Linked DNA regions of Rattus norvegicus: all the other regions are linked to region 2. A link is a contact called in public Hi-C data. All regions are on one chromosome and are shown on one strand. The core of a region is the stretch at or near the end of the contact, and the rest is flanking DNA. Distances in the headings are between cores, read along the strand shown.

Region 1 (4,356 bases), core at 1,102-3,601, 140 kb before region 2:
TGCCAGTGGTCAGAATGCTCCAGAAACTCAAGAACAGGCCGAGTACTGTGGCCATAGCCCATAGCATCAGGACATGTGCTTTCTCAGTTTCTCCCGTCAGAGGTAGCCTCTGGTGATACAGGAAAAGCGCCCAGCCCCGAGAGATTCCCTCCCTCTAAGCCTTGCAGATTCTTGGCATCCTGGGCCCATTGTGGGGTGGGGTAGGAGTAGGACTGTGGCAGAGATCAGCTTTGTGGCATAGCAGAAACAGTCACAGGGAGGTAGTTTTAAAACCCAGGACTTCTCTGGAGGCAACCGACAGGCACTGGGGAGCCTGTGGTTGCCATGGAGACAGGGCTCTGTCTAGCCTTGCCAGCCAGAGGAAGGAGAGAGGGTGGGGGCATATCAGTATGCCCCTCCCTGGGGGAGGGGACAGGGAACTCACTCTGCTCTCTCTCTTCTAGTCCGGCAGAATATCTTACCGAGCGAGCAGACGGCTTTGCCAGCTGTATCTGTGTCAGAGCGAGTGCTTGGGAGTGTTGGGAGATGGTTGGACAGTCTGCCCAGAGCCCTTCAACCCAGGGTCCAAGACACCGCGGCTAGCTCCTCATGCTGGAACTGCCCCCGCGAGTGAGGCTCTGGGTAGAGAAAGCAGGAGGGTTGTGGTCTAGGTCCTCCGGGGACGAAGTGCAGATGGGCCTGGAACTCAGGGTCGAAAAGCTATAGGCTCCTCTCCCCTCACCAGGTCAGCTCAGGAACCACAGCTCTACCTTTCTGAGGATGCCACCGTGAGCAGCCGCCTACCCTTCATCTCCAGGGCCACCGCCCCAAGGCCAAGGGGAGGCCTAAGAACCTTCCTGGACACCCCTAACAATCCGGAGCAGGTGGGCAAATCGCCCTGTCCCGGGAGCCAGAAGCTGGTGAGCAGCCCAGGGCAGCTGGCCAGCAGAAGCACCAGCCCTCAGTGACTCTGCAGGGGAGCCTCTCTGTTGGATTTGTGTGGCCTGGCCTCCCTCGGTGTGGAGCGGAGGGGGAGGAAGTCCTTGAGCCTGGCTAGTGAGTGGGTGGGCTGTGCTTCAGTCTAGACCAACTGCAGGGAGGGACCACCTGCCGCCACGCCCCACCCCCGGGCCCCGGGGACCTGTCTCCTCCCACCTGGGCTCCCAGGGAACCTGTCTGCTCCCCGTCTCCTCCCTGGGCTCCCCTCAGCAGTGCCTTGCTCCCTCTAGGAATCCTTTCTGCCCAGTTTGGTGCTGCAGACCGTTCTAAAGCAAGGCCGCCCTAAGGGCTACCAGCTCCTTCTGCCGACCACAAACCGGCAGCAGGCTCACAGGTGAATGCCTGCCAGAGGCCCCCCTGCTCAGAAGTGTACCCATGCCAGGCAATGAGGAGAGTGCTTCTTCGCCCCACAAATAAACACACCTCCCAGGTGGCTGGGATGGATCACTAGGTCCTCCAGTATGAGCCATTCTGGGTGCCTGATTGGGGACCACTTGGATTCCTGGGTGGGGGAGATTAGGGCGGATTCACAGCTGGGATGAGGCTGGTGATATGGGGGGGGACAGGGCACCCGAGGGGCTCAGCTTGTCCTAAGGGATGCTTTCCCAAGGGGTGGGGGGCACTCACTACACAACCTCAAACCTAAATCAACCCATACCTGAAGCAGACCCCCAGCCATGACCTCAGCCTAGGAGAGTGGATAAACAACTTGTCTTTAGCGCCAGAGGCTTCTCTGCCCAACTTTTAGTAGAGGGTATGGGTATCTAGACCCCAGCCCAGGAAAAAGAGGCCTGTGTATGGGTAATTCTTAGTCCTTTTAGCCTGATGCAGTTCAGATCCACATGGGGAAGTGGCCTGAGTCAAGGTGGCAGGCGCCTCCTAGCATTTATCTGCTGCACTAACCTAGACACTGACATACACCCAAGTGCCCCATCACTCCATGTCCCAACCCCTGGGGGAAGCCTGGGAGCCAGCCCTCCCTCTTTGGAGTTTCACCTTGTTCTTGCGCTCTGGCCAGGTCTTTATCGCCACCTGCTGGCCCTTGAAGAAACGGCTCGGACTCGGCGCGGAGTGGAGTCTAACTGGGAGGACCGAATGCTGGGGGTTTGGGCTGGACTGGGCCGGTCATCTTAGGGACCAGATGGGCTGGGGATGATGAAGGGCTGAAGAAAGGTAGATCCGGACCCGGTATGCGACGCGATGCGTCAACGTCATCTGCGCTGGGCTGGAGCGGGCCTCGGTCCCTTTCTGGGCTTTCAGGCTGAGACCCAGGACGTGGAATTCTGGAGTGCTGCGCACCGCGGGTGCGGGTTCTGCCTCTGTTTCCCCGGCCGCCTGCAGCGCCGCGCCGCACCGCGCGGGGGCAGTGTTGGCCTGGCTTTGCGCCGCGAAACTTCAGCTCTAGTCCGGTGTTGAAAACTTTCCCTTAGGCAGTGCTCGCTGTGATCCCTGAATCCTGGGTTCTGCGCTCCCCACTGTGGGGAACTCGGCCTCCAGTCTGCAACCGGGAGACCTGACCTTCACGGAGAGGCTGGTAACGCACAGAACAGACCCATGCAAGGAAAAAATCTTGGAGGTCGAAGTAGGACACACCACAGAGACCCCACACACAGAGGACAGCACATACTCACCACCACCTGGAGACCCCACACACAGGGAGAACACACAGACAGGCACACCATACGACACCAATAGAGACCCCACACACGTAGAAAACCATACCACAGATGTTCACAGCAGACACAGTCCAGGTACATAACACACACTGTATATACAACATGTACAGATACCACACATGGAGAAGCACACACCACACACACACACACACACACACACACACACACACACACAACTGATACACATGGACACAGGCACACATGTAACAACACATCATACACATGGAAAAACAGACACAAAGAGGTACTCGCACACATACCACATAAACACAGATACACACAGCACATGATACATGGGACCATACACATGGCACACAGACGTCCTCCCACACGGGGAAGCCAGGCATACTTACCCCAGAAAGAATGCACACACAGCCCATTCCACACACAGAGGTAACACACTTCAGAGCTTGTGTTGCACACTGAAGTATGTACCATGGACCTCTGGAGGACCAGGGTCCTAGAGGACTTCAGAAGTGTCATCAGCCTACACCCACAACATGGCAGTTCGTGTGGTGCCTGAACTTAGGTGACCAAGAAGGGGCTGGGAATGCTGAAACTGGGAAAAGACCCCTTTCAAACAACCTAGGTCTTTCCTCAGAGTGATTCCATTCTCCTTCCCAGAGCCTGTACTGAACCTTTTTGTCTGGATGGTTGAGCAGGGCCTCACTGTGGACCTGGTCTGTGATCACTCTGTGATCACTCCAGGCTGGCCTGGAACTCAGAGATCTGCCCGCCTTTGCCCACCTCAGTGTTAGGATTAAAGTGTGTGCCACCATGCCTGCCATGCCTCGTGGGGCCTTTAAAGGTGGCCCCCAGGCACAGGGGAGCTGGGGGAAAATCCTAGCTTTGGGTCCCTTTCCAGTAGCATAGTGGGTGTGGTAGCCGTGTACCATGTGCTTTAGGGCTGGTCTGTTCCTCTCCCGGGTGAGGCCTTCCCAACTCTCTCATCTCCCTGATCACCACCACAGACTATATCTCTTGGGCCAAGTCAAGTAGGGCATGGGAACTAGGCTCGTTGACAGATGCAGGGTGTCCCCACTCTGACAGGAAGCCCTGCCCCTTTCTCTGGAATGTTCTCTGCCTTGTGAGTCTTTGTACCCTGGTGGTGACTCATTAGCCCTAGAAGTGAGGGCTGCTGCTTACACTGCCATGTGTGAGGAGCTGGGTCTGGTCCCCACAGTGTGGGCAGGAGAGATGGCTCAGTGGTTAAGAGCACTTGCTGCTCTCTCAGAGGTCCTGGGTTTGGTTTCCAGCACCCACATCAGTTCACAACTGCCTGTACCTTCTCTTCTGGACTCTGCAGTAACTTCACTCACGTTCATTCACATGCGTGCATGCTCACGGGCACATTTGCATGTGCACACACAAACACAATTTTAAAAAAAAATTTTTTTTTTTCCCTGACGGTGTCACATTATGTAGCTCTGGTTGTCCTGGAACTCACTCTACAGACCAGGCTGACTTTGAACTTAGAGATCCTCTTGCCTCCGCCTCCCGAGTGCTGAGAGATTGAAGGTGTGCGCAGCTGTGCTTGGCTTTAAAAATAAGCCCTGGAGGGGTTGGGGATTTGGCTCAGTGGCAGAGCGCTTGCCTAGGAAGCGCAAGGCCCTGGGTTCGGTCCCCAGCTCCGAAAAAAAAACCAAAAAAAAAAAAAAAAAAAAAAAAAAAGCCCTCGAAAGAGGGAGAGTGAGACAGCTGG
Region 2 (5,003 bases), core at 2,434-4,933:
AAGACAAAGAGACCCCAGGGACCAAGGAGAGGTGGGCTGCATCCTCCTGCAATCTCGGGAAACTGAGGCACCGAGGGTGTGGAGTTCAAGGCAAGGCTTGGCTACATGGTGTGTCTTTGTCTGAAAGAAAGAGGAGGGGACACAGAAAGGCAAGGAGGAAAGAGGAGATGCAGAGAAGCCTCCCACCCCCGCCCCCTTACTACACTCAGGTTAGAAGGCCTCACCTAGAAGAACAGGCCCTGACCAGACTCAGCATGATTGTGGCATTCCCCTGCCCCAGAATTCAGGGAAATACATTTCTGCTGGTTGGATTAGAGTAAGGCATTTTGTCACAGCAGACTGACTGACAAACAGGCCGAGAGAGTGTGGCCCGGAAGGGCAGGGATCTGACAAGCACCCTGGAGCTTGGCTAAGGCTGCCCTGCAGACCCTGCTCTCACAGACCCTCTGGCGTCCTCTCTTCCTCAGTTGTGCCCAGTTGTATATAACACAAAGAGAGGAACCTGGACATCTAATGGGAGCCTTGGCCAAGAAGGATATTCCATAAACACTGGGAGGTAGTAGGGTGGATGGATGGAGGGATGAATGGATGGATGGATGGATGGAAGGAGAGATAAGTGAGTGTCCCTGCATCCAGTGACTCAGCTGAGGACAGGAAGATGGGGCCTGAGACATGAGCAGGTGCTCCCCCACCGCCACAGTCCTGACATTTTCATTAGGACGCATCTGCTGCACCTGGACCCCGGCCCTGCCCCGGGAAGCCGCTGTCTCTGCAGCTTTATTAAGGACCTATTAAGGCGTCTTTTCAGACCTGGGTTGCACAGTGGCTCTGGGCAAGGTTAACAATGCTTGGCTGTCACTGCAGACATAGGCAGAATGGCCTCAGAGGGTCTGGGGAGGGCGGGCCGACTGGAACCCGAGGTGAGGTCTTTAGTGTCACTCTGGCCTGCCAGGCTGAAGCCCTGCTCCTCGCTAATTGGCTGTGTGGCCTTGGGCAGCTTGCTTTCCTACTCTGGCTCTCAGGTTCCTGTACAGGTCAAGGAGGTGAGAGGCAGCTTGTGGGAGGATCTACTGAGCTAGAAGCCAGGAAGCAGCCCTGGCAGAATGGTCCACATGTGAGACTTCATCTTGTTCTGGGGACAGCATGTGCTGTGACCCCCCGGATTTCATGGATGTAGAAACTGAGGCTAACAGGGAGACCAGGGCTTCAGCAAAGCCATACAGTCAGGCAGTGACAGGGCCAGTATTCAAACACAGACACTGGCCACTGACTGGGAACAAAGCCCGGGGCTGGTGGGCGGGGCTTGAGGGGCGGGGCTGGAGGGGCTTCTCACACCAGCTCCTCCTCCAGGTGACGGCACTGCCAAGAGGAGGGAGGCTGGGACAATACCGCTGATTTACGGTTCCAGCGCGATTAACCACACCATCTGGATGCCACACGCCTGCCTAGAGAGTGAGGGCCCCCAGCCCTGCCACATCAACGGCAGGAAAGGGACAGGGGAGATGGTAGGCAGATCTCAAGCTCTGGGGCAAACTGCAAAGCTGTGCACGGTGCACTTATCCTTGGAGACCTACCCTCCCAGTCACCCCTCACTCTTGACAGTTAGCGGCCACCACAGAGATCTGGTCCCTTTGCTAACCTCAGAAAGGAAGGCTGGGCGTCCCAACTCCATACAAAGGGAAGGCTCTGGGTGGAGCCGTCAAAACGGGAAGGGCTGAGCAAGGGAGGGGGGGGAGTGCTGACATGTGACTGTAGCACTCACAGCGTGGTTCCTGCTCTCCTGCGGGTGTGACAGACGCCTATGCTACCTTCTAGCTTATCCTGGCAAGTGACTTCACTCCTCTGGGCCTCTCTCCCTGAGCCTGACTTGGGGACCATGGCTGTATCTGCCTCGGTGGGCTGGTTTGAATGTCAAATTAGACAGGACATACAGACCTCAGAAATACTGACTGGGTAGCTATGAGACAGTGGGTGACTGCCTTGACACTCTACCTGTTTGCCAGATGGGAAACTGAGGCCCAGGGAAGATAAGTGGCCCTGCCTCAGATTCCACAGGGCTTTGGTGGCAGAGCCAGGGCTCATGATGCTTCTTAACCCCTTAACTCAGGAGTCATTTGCCTCTGGACACAGTCGGCCTAGGTCTCAGGGCCCAGAGGACAGCGAGGGAGCCCCTTCCCGCTGCAGTAAATACCCATCGGATTCTGGGCACCTACCTCCCTCAATGGACAGTCACAAGCCACGAGGACCTGCAGTTCTCCGTCTACTTTGGCCTCGGGGACAGGGGCTTTCTCTGGATTACAGCCCAGTCTCTCTGCTCCTTTTCTCCCACATCTCCTTGGCTTCCCCTAAAAAAAGTTAACTGCGATCCCCAAATCTCTATGGCAGATGCAGTGTCTTTGGACACCCCATCTTCAGGGCAAGCACACCCCCTACCCCCATCTGTACAGGGTGAGGAAGGAGGGAAAGACACACAGCTAGGCTCTCCTGGGTGGAGATGCTCTTCTATAGCCTGTAGCCCTTGGTCCTGACGCTGGGCTGGCTGGCCAGGAATCTGAAGTAGCTGGGGGCTCCCTTCACTTCACACAGCCAACCTGAAAACTACATACATAAGCCCACCCTGAATAGTGCTGTAGAAAGAGCCAGACAGCAGCAGCTCCCTTCTCTCTCTCTCTCTTGGACAGAGTTGAGAAATGACAGCTGTCCTGCCCAGGGAGACCAGTTGCCGTTCCAGGGTGTCCCCCCTCTGGGGCTCCACTCTAGGGAGCATCCCAGATCCTGGCTGCCTGTGCTTGCCTGCCGGGAGCAGAGCCAGATGGAGCAGCTTTAGCGGCTGGCCTTAGCTAGCATTGCAGGCCCCATGACCTGCCCCCCTGGGACACTTTGGCCTGGCCATCCGAGGTGACCCTTCCCCCTTCCCCACAGAAGCACAGACCTCTGACCCTTATTAAAAACAAACCAAACAGAATCTACAGAGAAGAAAATTCTCCACAAACGGCCTCAGATCTAATCACGTGTGTCCCCTTAACAAACACACACACACACCAGCTTCAGACCCCCAAGGCTGCAGCCGCTTCCACATAAACAAGCTATTACGGGATGTGGGGGAGGGCTTTTGTTATGAAACATCTAGGTTTCCCTTAACTTTAAGGGGGGAGAACGTTGTTTTCTAGCACACAAGGGGACATAGAGGGTGCCGGGGCTTCTGTGTTCTATGCAGGTTGTATCTGGCAAAGGGACACGTGGAGAAAGGGACCAGGAACAGGCATCCCAAACGTCACTCAAGTGCCCCATCCATGGTGAGGGAAGCCAGGTCCTGGCTCTGTAGTCATTCAGAACACGTCGGGGACTCCGGTACCCACGTCCTTCTGCATGCTTGGAAAGCATTGCCTCTGCCAGAAGCCGAAGCGAGACGGCTCCCAGAGCAGACACCGGACCCTCGAGTAGCTCTGGTCTCCACGGGCCACCCTGGGAGCTGTGGGGCGAGGCCCACCCGCATGTCGTACTGCGCATGCGCCAGTCGGCTGAGCAGGAGGCCGCCCGCGCAGCCTCGCTCCCGCCCGGTCGCCGTGGCAACGGGCTCACGGGGGGAGGGGCCGCACCGCGGCGGCTGCTATTTCTGCCGCTTCCTGTTCCTTGCGGCCACGTCGCCATGGCAACGGAGTTACTCAGCTCGGCCGCCTCTCGGCTCGGCTGGCGCGCGTGACCCCGGCCGCTCGCGCCCCCTCGTCCCCCTCCCGCTCCCTCCCCGGTGCCCGCGGCCGGCAGGGAGGCAGATTGATGGGCGACGCTTATTAAAACACAGTGGAAGCGTTTCCGTTTTTATGACGCTGACGAGGCAGCGTTATTTACTGTTATTGTTCGCCCTGGCCGCCCGGGAGCTCACCTACAGCCAGTCCCGGGACGGCGCGTGGCGCCCCGGGGTTCCCCTATTCTCAGAACCCCTTCTCCCCGCGACAGCCGTGGAGAGGGGCCGCACAGGCCCGGAGGCTCAAGCTTGAAGGAGAAAAAGGCAACAAAAATAAATAAATAAAAGGAAAGCAGATGACTTCATTCTCGGGAAGGCCAATTTCCTGGGGACGCTGGTGGAAACAGCCCCCGAGCCGCTGAATGCTCTCAATACTAAGCCAGATGGAAACCAGAAAATCCTCGGCCCTTCCTGAACGTGTGACCCCAGGCTAGGCAGCCAGGCAGTAACAATTCGGCCACCCAGTAGGGTCTAGCATCCCAGATCCCATAGCGTTTGTCCTGAACCTCCCCACTTAGCCTCCCCTCCTGGAGAGGGTGAGCAACCGACTCAAGGTCACACAGCCCAGTCCCTGATTTTTCTGCTTGAGGCTTCTGTAAGGAGGAAACCAGTGAGTACTGTTGAGCCAGAGAGACAGCAAGTTCGACCCAGGGTTCTTTGAAGCCTGGCTCAGCTTCGAGGCGAATAAAGATTAACTCAGCACGTGTAAGCCTTGCTGTGCGGTCTCCTGCACATCCTGTATAGGGTGCTCTTCACGGGAGGGGGGTGTCTACTGGGATCAGATAGCTCTGAAGGAGGCCCCCACCCCAGGCCCCATGCTAGGATGTTAATCTCACCAGGCTAATTAAAGTTTACAGTCCTGCCCATATCCACCCCCAAACTCCCAGGTCGTTATTAGCCCAAATGCAAACAGTTATGACTCCGGTCCTAGACAGAGAGGCCAGAAAGAGTGGATGGAGGGGATGGGCCTCGGGCACAGGAAGTGGACTTTTAATAAAAAAAATATTTGCACATACAAACCGCTCGAATGAATGACCCAGGTTGTTTTTTCTTGTGTGCGGGGAGGAGCCTAAGGCCTCCAGCAAAGAAAGCCCAGTTACCTCCAGACCACATCCAGCCCTTGCTTTGGCTCAGAAACAGAAGTCAGGGTCCTCCTAGGTTGGCCACAGGGTTTTAGTTTGATTTCATTGCCCTTACAAGGCCAGAGCTTTGGGCCCTGGGCCTCCTGGTCACTTCTTGGTAATTAGCAAGGGTCCCT
Region 3 (5,047 bases), core at 1,562-4,061, 220 kb after region 2:
GCTGGAGCTGGCCCGGAGGGCAGGAAGAGGTCTGGGCAGCTCTAGGAGTGACCTCCGAGATGAGAGAGGTATGTGGGCTGAAGCCTAAACACAGGATGTGAAGTCTAGAGGAAGAGGATCCAGGAGAGAACAGAAAATGCTGGCCAGGCCCAAACCTGGCAGATCATTAACTCCTTCAAAACCAAATCCAAGGGTGCCAAGCCGGTGGGAAACATTTTACTACCAAATCCAGCTTGCCTTTCCTCATTGTCCTGCCTCTGGTAATGGATGGGATAAGCTCTGAGCTCTGTGAAGGAGAGTCCTCTCATGAGAGATGGGATCACGGTCAAGAATCAGAGATGGGCTGCTCCAGTGAGGTTGTCAGCACGAGTACTGGGGTGGGGATGAGGTGGGAGACACAGTTGGACCTCAAGGCCCAAGAGGCAGTGCACAAGAGAGTCAAAGTCAAGGAGCTCCAGATAGTGGAGGGGCCAGGCAGACAGGTGGAAGGATGCTCTCTCCCTCTCGTGGAAGATATAGGAGGCAGGTGCCTTTCAGCAGGGGAGCTCCCCAGCCCAAGGTCCTTCCCAGAAGCAGGGTTGTACGCTGGACCTAGACACAGAGAAGACCCACCCTCCCACATTCCTGAAGTGCTCATTAAAGAGTACCAGCAAGTTCTCCTGTCCCACCCTTCCCAGGCACCCTCTACAATAGGGTAGCTCACTAGGATCAAACCCACCCAAGGGATTGATGTCCTAGTCACTTTGGGAGACACTGAAGTCATCAGAGCCTTGAGAGGCCTCTGGCCACTTGACAGGTACAAAGAGAGCCCCTAACTTCTCCAGCAGCACAGGTTGTTTCAATCCCTAAGCTATGAAGAAATGAGCTGGGCCTCTGCCCAGTGCCTTGTAACTGCCCATCCATCAGGTTGAGGTTCCCAAGTTTCAGACAGCTGGCCCAAGAGCCAGAGCAAAACAATGTGATGAAGAATTGGAGGTCCTGAGCTCACCCCCAGGACCAAGGGGCATCAGGGGCGTCGGGGGCATCAGGGGCAGGCAGGGCAGACCCCACTCACCTCCGCCTTATACATGCGAATGAGGCCCTGGTTCACTTTAGACCAGGACGGGACAGCACTGATGTTCCACAGCTGGTTGGAGTGCTCTGCAAAGGGGCCGGTCTTCATCTGGAAAAGAAGTCCAGGAACTAGAGAGGCAGAGGCCACCTAGGTTCTACCTCTGCTCTCTTGCACTATGGAGATACACACACACACACACACACACACACACACACACACACACGGGCTTGGCCCCCAAGGCTTGCTGAAAAAATATAACCTCTGTCACCCACTCCTCTCTTTCACACAGACAAAACAGAGGCTTTGTTCCTATCAAATTTAGCAACCTAGGAAAACAATATGTCCACCCTGAGAGGGTAGAATGTGTTCCTATCCAGACAGCAGGCAGGCTCCCTTCCCCCTCTGTACCTGTCAAGAGGACAGGAAGGGGCTGTGGGAGACTCCACATCAGTACAGGAGGAGTGTTTGTTTAGCAAGGTCAAGAGTAGGGCAGAAGGGCCACAGCAACAAGAGGAGCAGGCACATGGACAGTCCACCAGTGCAGTTCTTCCTCAAACCCTGACTGCAGGAAGGCAGAGAAGCACTGTCACAGTCCAATGCTGTTCCTAGGGCATCAGAGGCACAGCCCGGGGACAGGGAAGGAAGCCTTTGTCCTGAGTACATTCTGCCTGCCACTGAGAGCTCAGGGCCAGTGCACTGGTGTTTATTAGCTCAGTGCGTCCTCCTCACTCCCTGCCCAGGTCCCAGGCAGCCCCGCACTACAGAGAAAGACCGACAAGCCCAGGGAGTCTGCCAAGGAAGCAGAGCCTTGGACCTTGGCGACTGAGAAGGTGGGTGGGTGAGGTGGGGCAGGCTCCGGGAGGAGACAGGATAAGCCAGACTCTCCTCACAGGAGGACATCACAGGCCACTCTACTGCTGTAGCCTTACTTGGTGGTCCCACTCCCACAGGCCTCCAGTTCTGGGAAGGGCAGTTTCTAGATTTAAATTAGAAATGCTGCCATCTTTCCATAGCACCTCCCTTCCCTAGCAAAAATCACCAATGAGAGCCTGTCTCAGAGGCCCCGCCCCAGTGCTGAGGGCAGGTTTCCAAAGCCTGCCCTGCTCCCTCCCAGGCACCTGTGGAGTCTTTCCTTGACCACAGGCACCAAAACTTACAGTGCCCTCGGCTTCCCCAGATCTATCACAACCCTCCCAAAGACTCCGCCCTCTGTCTCTCTACTTCCAACCCTGAGTCTGCACACTGCAGGCTGGACCCCTGAGCCAATTACCAGGGGCTCTGTCGCACAGCAGGTGCTCCAGGGCTGGCTCTGCAAGGGCCCTGGAACAGATAAAGGATGCTAAGATCCTGCCTGGGGACCAGCCTGCCTGGGGGGCCAGCCTGCCTGGGGACCAGCCTGCCTGGGGACCAGCCTCACTCACTAGCAAGGGATACTCAGAAAGGGCTGTCTGGCAGACAGCAGAGCTAGAGGCAGGCCCAGTATGTCCCCTGAGAGGCCACCGCACCCTCAAGGCCTTCAGGGCCTCAGGACTCCTAAGTCCTTCAGAAGGAGGTTCTGCAACTCAGAGAAAGAAAAAAAAAATGAGGGAGAAAAAGAAATTGGGGGTGAGAAGACAAAAAAAAAAAAAAAAATCAGTTCATTCTAGCCACAAAGGGAGAAGAGAAAGAGCGAGAACAAGCAAGCAACTGCAGTCCCGCAGTGACCCCAGGGGAATCGTGTGAGTCAGAGCAGCCATATTGAGCAGGAAATTACTCACAGACGCTGCGTTCCTGCCTCTCCACTCCCCAGAGAATCGGCCTTTTGTAAATGGTTCCTCTGTCAGTAACTGAGGGGGATGGGCGGGGTGGGGGAGGCTCAGCACAGCGCCTTCCTGTCAGCTCCTTCCCTTCCAGCTGAAATCTGATCCCTCCCTTCCCAAAACTCCAAATTTAGAAGCCAGATTGAAACTGAAATTCTTTTCCTGCCTGCCCTGGGCTCTTAAAGGCGCCAGGGCTACATTTCTGAAAGCAGCAGTAGCCCTGTATGGTGGGTTTCCTCCCTTGTCATGCCCAGGGCTATCAAAGCAGTCCTGACACAAGACCCAGCAAAGAGAAGTGGTTTCCTTCCCAACTTCCTTGGGTTTTGTGTGACCAGTAAAGACTGCAGGTCTCCCTGACCAAAAGTCCGAGCATACTGTAGGCTTGAGACCTGGGGTCTGGGTAAAGCCACTCACTTAACTGATGGGGGTTATAAATAAAAACTGCCAACTTCATGACGTGCAGGGGTGGGGGGAAATATCTATATATCTGTATCCATATCTCTGTCTGTCTAGCTATCTATCTGTGAACAGCAGCGGCAGAGCTGCTACAACTGCCCAACCCAAGCAGGCAGACCGCCCTTGCTCCCACAGTGCCTAGCAACCACCCAGAGCTTGACTGACCCCAGAGCCTGGAACCAAGAGAAAAGCAAGCCTTGCAGAGAAGGTGCACAACAGCCAGAAAGCTGCCTCTCCCTCTTCCTACCTCCGTCACTGAAAGCCACCTGAGCTCAGCGCACTTTAGCGCCTCCTTGTGGTTATTTGGGCTACCTTCCTTGGGGTCCTCCAGCCCAAACTTTGGGGAAAGCTTTTGGGGTTTTATACCAGCAGGAAACAGACACATGCACACTAAATCTGAGCACAGGATCGATCACTAGTCTCTGAGGCCCAGCCGCGCTAGCCTCCTTGTTGGAATCACTGACAGGGGCGCAGGGGCTTGGCCAGCCGCCAGAGGAAGCAGTAACAGCTTAGGCTTCTGCCTCAAGCAGCAAGCGCTGCACAATCTGCAGCTCCTTCCCACCCAGTCCTGCCCTCTCACCCTAGAGCCTCCCCATCCCCTCACTGCACGATGAAGTCCTGTAGAGCTGTCTTTCACAGCAGTGAGCCAGGCTGCCCCCAGTCCTTCTGACCTTGAGCTGCCACACTGCTGAAGGCAGCACATCTCTAAGAACCAAGTAGTGGCTGGCCAGCCGTCAGTCCTGGCTCCATTTGCTGACTTGGAAAAAATGTGTCATTCCCCTCTGGCCCCTGGAGCTTGGCACAACCCTGAGGCAAATGCTGACCAGAAGGAACCTAGAGTCAAGGCTGCTAACCAGGCTTTTCCCTGCTCAGAAGCTCAGAACAGGGAGCCAAGAGAGTGGTGTTCATGAGCAGGAGACCACGTGTAATCCACAGGGCAAACATATAGGGGCGTGGAAAGAGAAGACAGGACTGTGTAAACTTGGGATGGGTGAGACTGACTTGAGAGGTACAGGTAGAGCGAACCAAAGGTTCTAATACTTCCTAGAAGCAAGGCCCTGAGACTGTGGGCCCTTGAGAAGATTCTGAGAGAGAAAGCTGGTGTGGGCCCAAAGCCATGGATTTTCAGTCCCTGGGCCACCTTGAGACCATACTGTGGAGAATCCTGCCTCAGTGAGACAAGAGCTTCCAGTCAGGGAATGTGCCAGGTGGTGAGGGCCCAGTGACCGCCTCCACAGGCCGCTTGTTGTCATCTCTTAAACACCACCGAGGCAGAGACAAACTACTCCCAGCACTTCCGCTCCTCTCAGGATTTCAACCTGAGTCCATAAACACAGGGCTCTAGAGACTCACTGCACCCCTAATACAATGCATGGCACCCTTTAAGTCTGCTTCGAGGCCACCAAGTCTAGCTGACAACTACAACTTAACTCATCAGCCCATGGGAGCCGAGTGTGGTGGCTTATTTCTAACCCCAGTCATGAGGCTGAAGCGGGAAGACTATCATGAATTTAAGGCCAGTTTGGGCAGCAGAGTGAGGATCCAACTCAAACGTAACAAAGAAAGGGTCCTCCTGGTTCTGGGAGAAGGCGGCAGCTGGGCAAAGGAGCCCAGCCGCTGAGGTGCCTAACAGAGGCTGGTGTGGCTCTCACCTCGGTGATGAACAGGATGCACTGGAGGAACATGTAGTCCTTGTGGTTTTCGCTCACCGCCTTCTCGTCCACAAAATGTCTGGGCT

Evidence for each region. A called contact is a pair of places that touch in the nucleus more often than the background predicts.
Region 1: a Hi-C map of Schwann cells shows a contact between it and region 2, with 5 times the contacts expected there. The contact joins two enhancer-like sites. A contact is called at or near these places in 2 of 12 Hi-C or Micro-C datasets (Schwann cells and mammary epithelial cells) and 1 of 1 datasets of contacts at active chromatin or transcription factors (oligodendrocytes).
Region 3: a Hi-C map of psoas muscle shows a contact between it and region 2, with 7 times the contacts expected there. The contact joins two enhancer-like sites. A contact is called at or near these places in 2 of 12 Hi-C or Micro-C datasets (hepatocytes and psoas muscle) and 1 of 1 datasets of contacts at active chromatin or transcription factors (oligodendrocytes).

What each region holds. Positions count from the first base shown.
Region 1 is chr3:34,475,591-34,479,946 of GRCr8, reverse strand. C3h9orf50 (similar to human chromosome 9 open reading frame 50) reads left to right here. Exons shown (of 6, transcript NM_001100979.1): 4 at 444-609; 5 at 725-899; 6 at 1,209-1,422. The coding sequence ends at 1,316. Among named protein-coding and RNA genes, the nearest start is that of C3h9orf50, 7.0 kb to the left of the region's middle. Within about 2 kb of position 2,351, at least 35 of the 93 cell types and tissues checked have an H3K27ac peak or open chromatin away from gene starts, as enhancers often do. A contact at or near this core is called in Schwann cells, where this site is marked.
Region 2 is chr3:34,332,406-34,337,408 of GRCr8, reverse strand. No RefSeq gene overlaps it. Among named protein-coding and RNA genes, the nearest start is that of C3h9orf50, 150 kb to the left of the region's middle. Within about 2 kb of position 3,683, at least 82 of the 93 cell types and tissues checked have an H3K27ac peak or open chromatin away from gene starts, as enhancers often do. A contact at or near this core is called in Schwann cells, where this site is marked.
Region 3 is chr3:34,109,510-34,114,556 of GRCr8, reverse strand. Ptpa (protein phosphatase 2 phosphatase activator) reads right to left here. Exons shown (of 10, transcript NM_001108577.2): 8 at 4,962-5,047; 9 at 1,055-1,162. Among named protein-coding and RNA genes, the nearest start is that of Ptpa, 24 kb to the right of the region's middle. Within about 2 kb of position 2,811, at least 83 of the 93 cell types and tissues checked have an H3K27ac peak or open chromatin away from gene starts, as enhancers often do.